Linked DNA regions of Zea mays: region 1 is linked to region 2. Evidence: chromatin contacts called from public Hi-C data. All regions are on one chromosome and are shown on one strand. Each heading gives the region's core, a stretch centred on a gene start, on an enhancer-like site or on the middle of the called end of the contact. The rest is flanking DNA. Distances are from core to core; before and after follow the strand shown. Region 1 has its middle 66 kb from the start of LOC103632602. Region 2 holds the start of LOC100282194 (Cysteine desulfurase mitochondrial).

Region 1 (4,170 bases), core at 446-2,945, 290 kb before region 2:
GTCTCAACTGAAGAAGTGCCTCAGGGTACCCGAGGAACAGCTACCTATGGAGGATCTTAGTGTTCAAGATGATCTGACTTATACTAAGTATCCTATCAAGATTCTTGATATTTTGAATCGTGTCACAAGGAGTAAAGTGATTAAAATGTGCAAAGTGCAATGGAGTCACCATGGAGAAGAAGAAGCTACTTGGGAAAGAGAAGACGAGTTGCGAGTAGATTTTCCCCACCTCTTCCCTAGTCCTTCCTAATCTCGAGGACGAGATTCTTTTTAAGGGGGTAGAATTGTAATACCCAACTTTGGAAAATAAAAAGAGGGATAAAACTTTATGTGTAATGTCTTCTCATCCATGAGAACTAATAGGAAACATATTTAAAATGAATAATTCTTCAATAAAATGTGCATCATGTTGGAGTTTAATTGTTTGTGCATTTGATAAAATAATAATATTAATAAGGATACATTAATAATGAGAATTAGGGATTAAACCTAATTTAAATTTTAGAAATTAGAAATAATGTATATAAGAAAGAAAAGAAAGAAAGGAAAACCCTATCTATAATGTGAAGAAAAATATATGAATAAATGTGTCTTTCCTATCAACATCTGGGATTAGTACATCTAGTTTAAGTCCAAAAGTTACAATCAAAATTGGGATTTAGAATTTAGCATTCAAAAATGAGAAGAAAGGAAAAGAGAAAAGAAAAAAGAAAAGAAAAGAGAACCCCATACCTGCGCTGGGCCGCAATCCCCCACGGTCGGCCCATTCTGTTTTCCCTCCGCGCGGCCCAGAGCAAGTGTGAAGCACGCCTGGTGAGTGACTTGCTTGCGGGCCCGTGTGGTCGGCGCACTGCGAAAAGGGGACAACGAACGAGCTCCCGCTGGATCGTGGGGTCGGGAGTCGCGCAGAGCGGATTTCTAGCTTCGCTGACTAGTGGGCCATCGACTACTATTTATCTCCTCGCCGTTGCCCTCGCGTCCACCGAAGCCGTCGAGCTACGCACAAATAGCGGGACTGTTGCAACCACCGCGGCTTCCCTGGGATATTTACAATGTGCGCCCACCTATTCCTCCCCTTTCTCCCTCAAACACAACACAAACGTCATCATCATCGCCATAGACAACACGAGTGGAGAGAAGAGCATTCGGCGGTGTAGTGACTATGGTGCCGGGTCTGGGGCTTGGCCGATCGTGTGCCAGGAGCTCGGAGCATTTTGGGGTCGTCGGCGGCGGGACGTTGGTCATCGGGAGCAGGCAGACCCTACCGGCGCACTCATCTACGATGAGTCGGTTTCTTCCTATGCGGTATCTTGGGGTTTGTTGAGATGTCGCGAGAGTGTGGGGTTGGAGCGGACCCGGGACCGGTGCGCCTCCGGAGGACGGCGGTGGCGAACGCTGGCTGGTCTTGGCCGGGTAGAATGCCGGTTGATTGGTAGGAGAGAGAGAGAGTGTGTGTTGGGTATGGCGCGACGGCTGTGCCTGGGCGTCATGAGGTTGATGACGCCAAGGTGTCCATAGATTATGAAATAGACGACTGGGATCAGTCTAGGGCATTCGTTCGACAGGGAATTGATCATGTCCGTCGATCATTGTGCCTAGGCGTTGGATTTTATTACGGGCTGGTGGGCTCGCACCCATGGATCCCGGATCCGACGTCCAGGGGAGAGCGCTAATGAGTAACTAGCATGAGTCTAATCTGGTGCACAGATTTTGGATCAAACGACTGATGGGCCGCCATACCCCTTCGGCTATGCAGATTGCTAAATGAGCCCCTACGTTTGTTTTAAATAGAACCCGCCGTCCACAGTAGCAGTAACCTGAGTCTGAATAAATTTACGAGTTAATCCCTGCACTTCTCTGGATTTGACGCGTAGTCTAGAGAACAAAGAAATTAGGAAATTAATTATAGGGATTGATTTTTAATATAAAAATAATTCCAGAAACTTGTATAATTCATATTTAATTTATTTTAACTCCAAATTAATCTAGTCCAGTGGCATTAATTCTGTTTTAATATTGTCTATCATCTAGTACCTCTGTTTAGCCATGAAACTTGAATTAAATTTATTCACTTGAATTATTCTATTCTAGTTACTAAGTAACTTCAGGAATTCATAACTAGATAACCGTAACTCCGAATTTAGTGATTCTTGTTCCTACGATCTCGTTATGATGCTTAGAATATTATCATACATTCTGTTTTGTTGTTTGGTGTGATGTTAATTTCTGCTATACCATGTTTGTTTGTATTGTTGCGAGTAGACGAGCCAGCCACAGAGGATCCCGATGTTCAGCAGGTGGAGACTGCTGAGCAGGAGCTCGTTAAAGACAAGTTATGCCCTTGATCACTTCTTTTTATCCAACCATGTTCTTATTAATCATAATGATCTGCATAGGTTTATTTTGATGGGACCCAATAGGTTACCCTAGTTTGGCTAACTTTATACCTTGCTTACCACTGAATTTTAGTACCTGCTATTGCTTTATGTGGTTTTGTATGGAGATACACATTATTCATGATCATACTTTTATTATCAGTCTGTTATTTACTGTTCATGATAAGGTCATTATGTTAATTGGAACATGGAGTGATCACCTGGGAAAATAGTGCTACCACAAGGGTGGTATGGAACGTCCTTGGCTGACTAATTGTGGACGACTACCTTACCCGAAAGGGGCAAGGGCAGTAGGGGAGTGGTCAGTGTACAGAAGTCCTTGGGTTGATTTTGCTGCGATGGCGATCAGGTGAGGGATTCCTACATTGGAGCTTCCTAGAAACTGTAGCGGGTTTTCTGAAGCTAGTGGAACTTTATAAAGGCCTCGTAGTGTTACCCTGCCTCACTTCCTTGGTAGAGGTGTATGGGAGCCGCGATCCCTTGGCAGATGGATAACATGACTTGTTGGTAAATATGTGAAACCTTTGCAGAGTGTAAAACTGGTATATCATCCGTGCTCACGGTAATGAGCGGCTCGGACCCTCACATGATTAATTTATGGAATTAAATTCAATTTGTCATTTGCATCGCATTGGGATTTATTATTATTTTGATCTACTATTACTCTGGTTTGGTATTTACTTACATTTAGTAACTGCTAATAAAAATTTGACCAACTTATACAAGCAATGCTAAGCTTTAACCCTTACTTATTGATTAGCCTTACACTTCACATGACCTCCCACCTTTGGTGAGTTCATGCACATTATTCCCCACAACTTGTTGGCCTATGATCTTTTGTGAGCTCACTCTTGTGATATATAACCCCCCCCACAGGTGAATAGCAGGTGGTCGAAGAGGAGCCGCCCTACAATGAAGCATATGAGTTGATCTAGGTGGTGTTTCCCAGTTAGCTTTGTGACGCGAGGGAATAATATTAGTTCGCTTTATTATTATCATTTATTTTGTAAGACTTCCGTTATGTAATAATGACATTTATGTTATATGTGACATTTATCTCTATACACTTTGTCATTATATGTGATGTTCTTCCTTGGCGCACATATGAGACACACCCGGCTTTATCCCTTTAATCCGGGTGTGATAGTTCAAAATTCATTCAAGTGTCATAATAAAAGTAAAAAACATTAGAATTGAATCCTAACTAACAAGGACTACTAGTTGTCACCTGGTTGGTTATAGTTGTGGCCACTTCCACTAGCTGAACTTTGGGTGGTGAAAAGTTGGTTGACCCACGAAGTCTCGGTACTGTCTTAGGCAGATGCCTCTCCAGGTGCTGCAACTGAAGCAGGAGGAATCTAGAAGGTATGTAACATACATTTGGATATTAACCACTAAGTTCTTCATTTTGAAACACATACACATTTATGTACATATCAATGAACACCAAAGCTGGATTAGGCAAAGGAAACTGTGGCTAAGGTGAAGGCGGTGGTGAATGGAGCGATTCAAGTTCCGAAGGAGGCATAACAAAGGATGGCATCTGGGCGCCCGCTTGTTGTGCTAGTTGCTACAAATTAAATGCAAATAACTATTGATGAAGTGCAATACATAACATGTTTGTAATTGTTATAGATAACATATTACTTCAACTTACCAAGAGGAGAGCTTGTTGTTGGGCTAAGTGGTTCGCATAGTCCTCATTCTCCTGCCTCTGCTGCTCAGCTTGCTACCTATGGTGCATTGCCTGCTGCCTCTAGTACTCCGCTTGCTA
Region 2 (4,219 bases), core at 744-3,243:
GTTCTGTACGTCTCGCACTAACCAGTTTTGTGGTAGATTCAATTTTTGAAGTATCAATTGTGCTGAATAATTTATGAAACCCTTCACTGAATTTGAATATGGCATGGATAATTGTTTAGTCTGGTTTTCCCTTCACTGAATTTGTGGTAGATTCAATTTTTGAAGTAGCAATCTGTACGAAAACTTATTTTGTTTCTGATGAAGTTGTGTGTACTTCTTTAGGACTATTACAAGCGTAGAGCTATAGACCTTGTTTTGATTTTGTGAGGAGATAAGCTCTACCGTATGGATTACATGGATCTTGTGCTTTGGATGGTTATAGTTCTTTTTTGGGAGGAAGGACAAAAGTAACAGGTTTAGTAGGCCTTCTGATTTGATAATAGAAATATAGATAATAAATAAATTTGTGATAAATATGCTTAAAAGGAAGTTGCGAATCAAAATACTAGGCGATTCAGGCCTTCTAACCAAATTAGCGTCAGTGTAAGGGATACAGCTCGAATACAACTTGCACAAATGAACCGTATCAAATTCTTTTGGGTTGACAAAACATGCCACATGGGATATTTATGAATTTTATACTCACATTCTTGTATCTATTTGCAGCCTCGACAAACCTGAAGTTTGAACGTATGACAGATGACATCTTGGTTACTTTTGTGGATGGACATCTTGGTCGCTTTTGTGGTTGGCTTTTGTGGATGCGTGAAGCTACAATTGTAGTTGTGTAAGATTTATGTGCATAACTATGTGGGTTGCATCAGCTCTCCGTACTATGTATATACCTCCCGCGTAGCTGCCTACCTATCCCTAACTTGCGACCCATAAACGTAGACTTCGATCCTATAATCTTATTTGGGATCAGTTTCAGGCTGTAATAGCCCTGACCGTCTTACTATGGAACACGTTAAAGTATGGTCTAAAACTTTAATGCGGATTATGTTCGGTCTATCTATGTTTGGTCTCATAGTTGCTTTGTTGCTCCCCGCGCTAAACGGTTTTATTGGAGACTTAATCATCCTTTGCTGAATTTTAATATAGCATATATAATTGTTTGCTCATGTTTTACCTTGTGTTGGATAGGGCGCCCGAATGGGCGCCACATGATCCAGTAATATAAATAAAGAAGCTTAAATATGATAAAGATACAAACTCTCATTGATACTCGATAGTTTTACTGAGGTATCAAGAAGTGCACAAGCTTCTTAATAATCCTCGTTGGAGCCTCACACAAGGGTAGCCCACACGAGGGCCATGCTCCAGTCAGGTAACTCTATAGATAGTTATAGGCCATCTTCATGCTTAGGCCTTGTTCGGTTATTCCCAATACACATGGATTGAATGGGATTGGAAAAATTTCTTAAGAAGTTTGACTTGTTTGGGATTTAAACCCATCCAATCCCACTCAATCCACATGGATTGAGAGCTAACCGAACAAGCCCTTAAGTGGTGCTCCACTTCTTACCTCTTTCGGATGCTCCCATTGTCACACTATTGAGGTTACAACTGAAATGTGGTAGACCTTATTCCTTCTCGTACATAGTAGTAGCCACAACATAAACGCAGTTGGTGTGATCACACAAGATATAAATCTGATTTTAACTGTGAGCTGTGAAAAGCTTATGTGAGCTGACGGACATGAAAAAAATTAAAATATATTTGGTTAAAACAACTGTCAACTGAAAATTCTACAAGAGCATATGGTAACATAGATGATATAAATCTAAATTTTTAGCATAGAAAGTTATTCTAAATTAAACTAGAACAATACATAGATTTTCAGAATTCTATTACGAAGTTATACCGTTTAGTTAAGATTTTATATTTTAATATTAAATCTAGTTAAAAAATCTAAACCAAACAAGCTGATCCCAACCTAGCGTCCTAGCCCAATCAGCTCGGCTCCTCAGCCCACATATGGGCCGCCGTTGCGTGACGCACTTCCCTTCCCTTGCCCCCTCTCATAGTCTCATCCACATCGGACGTCGGCGCGTCGACGCGTCGTGCCGTCGTGCTCGTTCTCGTCCATACCCTGCTTGGCTCCTCAGTCCTCCCCACCTTCCCCCTGGCCTTAACCAGCAATTCCCATATCGCCACTCCCCCAAAACGGGAGCTCAGCGGCGGCGGCCGCAACCCCTCCCCTGAACCCTACCCCGTTCTACCCGGCCACCACCCCACAACATGGCCCTCTCCCGCCGCCTCCTCCCGCTCTTCCTCCGCCGCGGCGCCTCCATCCCCACCCGCGCTCTCTCCACGGCTGTCGCACCTGCGGCGGTGGCCTCGGAGGAGGACGAGGCGGCCGTCACCGTCAAGGGCGTGCGCATCTCGGGCCGCCCGCTCTACATGGACATGCAGGCGACGACCCCCGTCGACCCGCGTGTCCTCGACGCCATGCTCCCCTTCTACCTCTCTCGCTACGGGAACCCTCACTCCCGTACCCACCTCTACGGCTGGGAGTCCGACGCCGCCGTAGAGGACGCTCGCGCCCGCGTCGCCTCACTCGTCGGCGCCGACCCGCGCGAGATCTTCTTCACCTCGGGCGCCACCGAGTGCAACAACATCGCCGTCAAGGGCGTCATGCGCTTCTACCGCGAGCGCCGCCGCCACGTCATCACCACGCAGACCGAGCACAAGTGCGTGCTGGACTCCTGCAGGTATCTGCAACAGGAGGGATTCGAGGTCACCTATCTCCCCGTGCGCAAGGACGGGCTCGTCGACCTCGCGCAGCTCGAGGACGCCATCCGCCCGGACACCGGGCTGGTGTCTGTCATGGCTGTCAACAACGAGATCGGCGTCGTCCAGCCGCTCGAGGAGATTGGGCGCATCTGCAAGGAGAAAGGCGTGCCGTTCCACACTGATGCTGCGCAGGCGCTGGGGAAGATCCCGATTGATGTGAACAGGATGGGGATTGGGCTCATGTCCTTGTCCGGCCACAAGATTTATGGCCCCAAGGGCGTGGGGGCCCTCTACCTTCGTCGCCGCCCTCGCATCAGGGTGGAACCACAGATGAATGGTGGTGGGCAGGAGCGTGGCATCCGCAGTGGGACTGTTCCTACACCTCTTGTTGTTGGATTTGGGGCTGCCTGTGAGATTGCCGCTCAAGAGATGGATTATGACCACAGGCGTGTCAGTGCTCTGCAGCAGAGGCTGCTTGATGGCATACGTGCGCAGGTCGATGATGTTGTCATCAATGGAAGTATGGAGCACCGTTACCCAGGCAATCTAAATTTGTCATTTGCTTATGTGGAAGGGGAGAGCTTACTGATGGGTCTGAAGGAGGTGGCTGTGTCAAGTGGTAGTGCCTGCACTAGTGCCAGCTTGGAGCCCTCATATGTGCTGCGGGCACTTGGGGTGGAGGAGGATATGGCACACACTTCTATTCGTTTCGGCATGGGTCGCTTTACCACTGACGAAGAGGTGGACAGAGCAATTGAGCTTACTGTGCATCAGGTGAAGAAGCTCCGTGACATGAGCCCACTCTATGAGATGGCCAAGGCTGGCATTGACCTCAAGAGCATCGAGTGGTCACAACATTGAGGCAGTTTTCATGACAAACGGTCACTCGAAAGCGTACACGGATCGCATACATAGGTATATGGCTCTAACTGCCTGCTCTTTGCTATATTCCATTTTCTTTCAAAATGGATGATGCCATGGTGCCTTGTTTACTATCACATGATAAAATAATTGCGCACCTGTTCAACATATCTGATGAGATTTAGAATGATAACATGTGCACTATTTTCTTGGTGATTTGTTCTGGGTGGACATCTGTGAATCAGATATTTTCTCTATGATGTTAAAATTAACTTCTGATCAATTTGGATAAGTGCAACCTAGTAAGGTCTTGTTCTGTTACATCAAATGCAATATTTAGAGCAAGAATAAAATCAGATTCTCTAGACTGTGCATCTAAGACCCTTGCTGCTGGTTATGCTGAAATGATTTTTTATTAATAAGGTTCAACAAGTGCCTGTGCACATCCATAAATACGGCATGCACTGACTTTTAGTATATCAACACAAGAAAAATCAGCAAGCTGAGCCCTGGTTAACAAGATTAAATTTTTTAATGCCTTTGATATTGTTTATTTGGGGCTGTGCTTTAGGGTTTTTTGGTATTAATTCAAACTAGTACAAACTTGCTCTCTCTGTTCAAAGCATAGTTCACTTTAGCTTTGTCCTAAGTCAAACGTCTCTTAACTCTGGCCAGTTTTTTC

The links. A called contact is a pair of places that touch in the nucleus more often than the background predicts.
Region 1: a Hi-C map of ear shows a contact between it and region 2, with 1.8 times the contacts expected there. The contact joins the enhancer-like site here to the promoter of LOC100282194 in region 2. A contact is called at or near these places in 3 of 25 Hi-C or Micro-C datasets (ear, endosperm and leaf).

The regions. Positions count from the first base shown.
Region 1 is chr7:97,237,331-97,241,500 of Zm-B73-REFERENCE-NAM-5.0, reverse strand. No RefSeq gene overlaps it. Among protein-coding and RNA genes, the nearest start is that of LOC103632602, 66 kb to the left of the region's middle. Within about 2 kb of position 1,695, at least 16 of the 20 cell types and tissues checked have an H3K27ac peak or open chromatin away from gene starts, as enhancers often do. A contact at or near this core is called in ear and leaf, where this site is marked.
Region 2 is chr7:96,945,889-96,950,107 of Zm-B73-REFERENCE-NAM-5.0, reverse strand. LOC100282194 (Cysteine desulfurase mitochondrial) reads left to right here and starts at 1,993. Exons shown (of 2, transcript NM_001155106.2): 1 at 1,993-3,591. The coding sequence starts at 2,182. The coding sequence ends at 3,537. It also overlaps the pseudogene LOC100193241.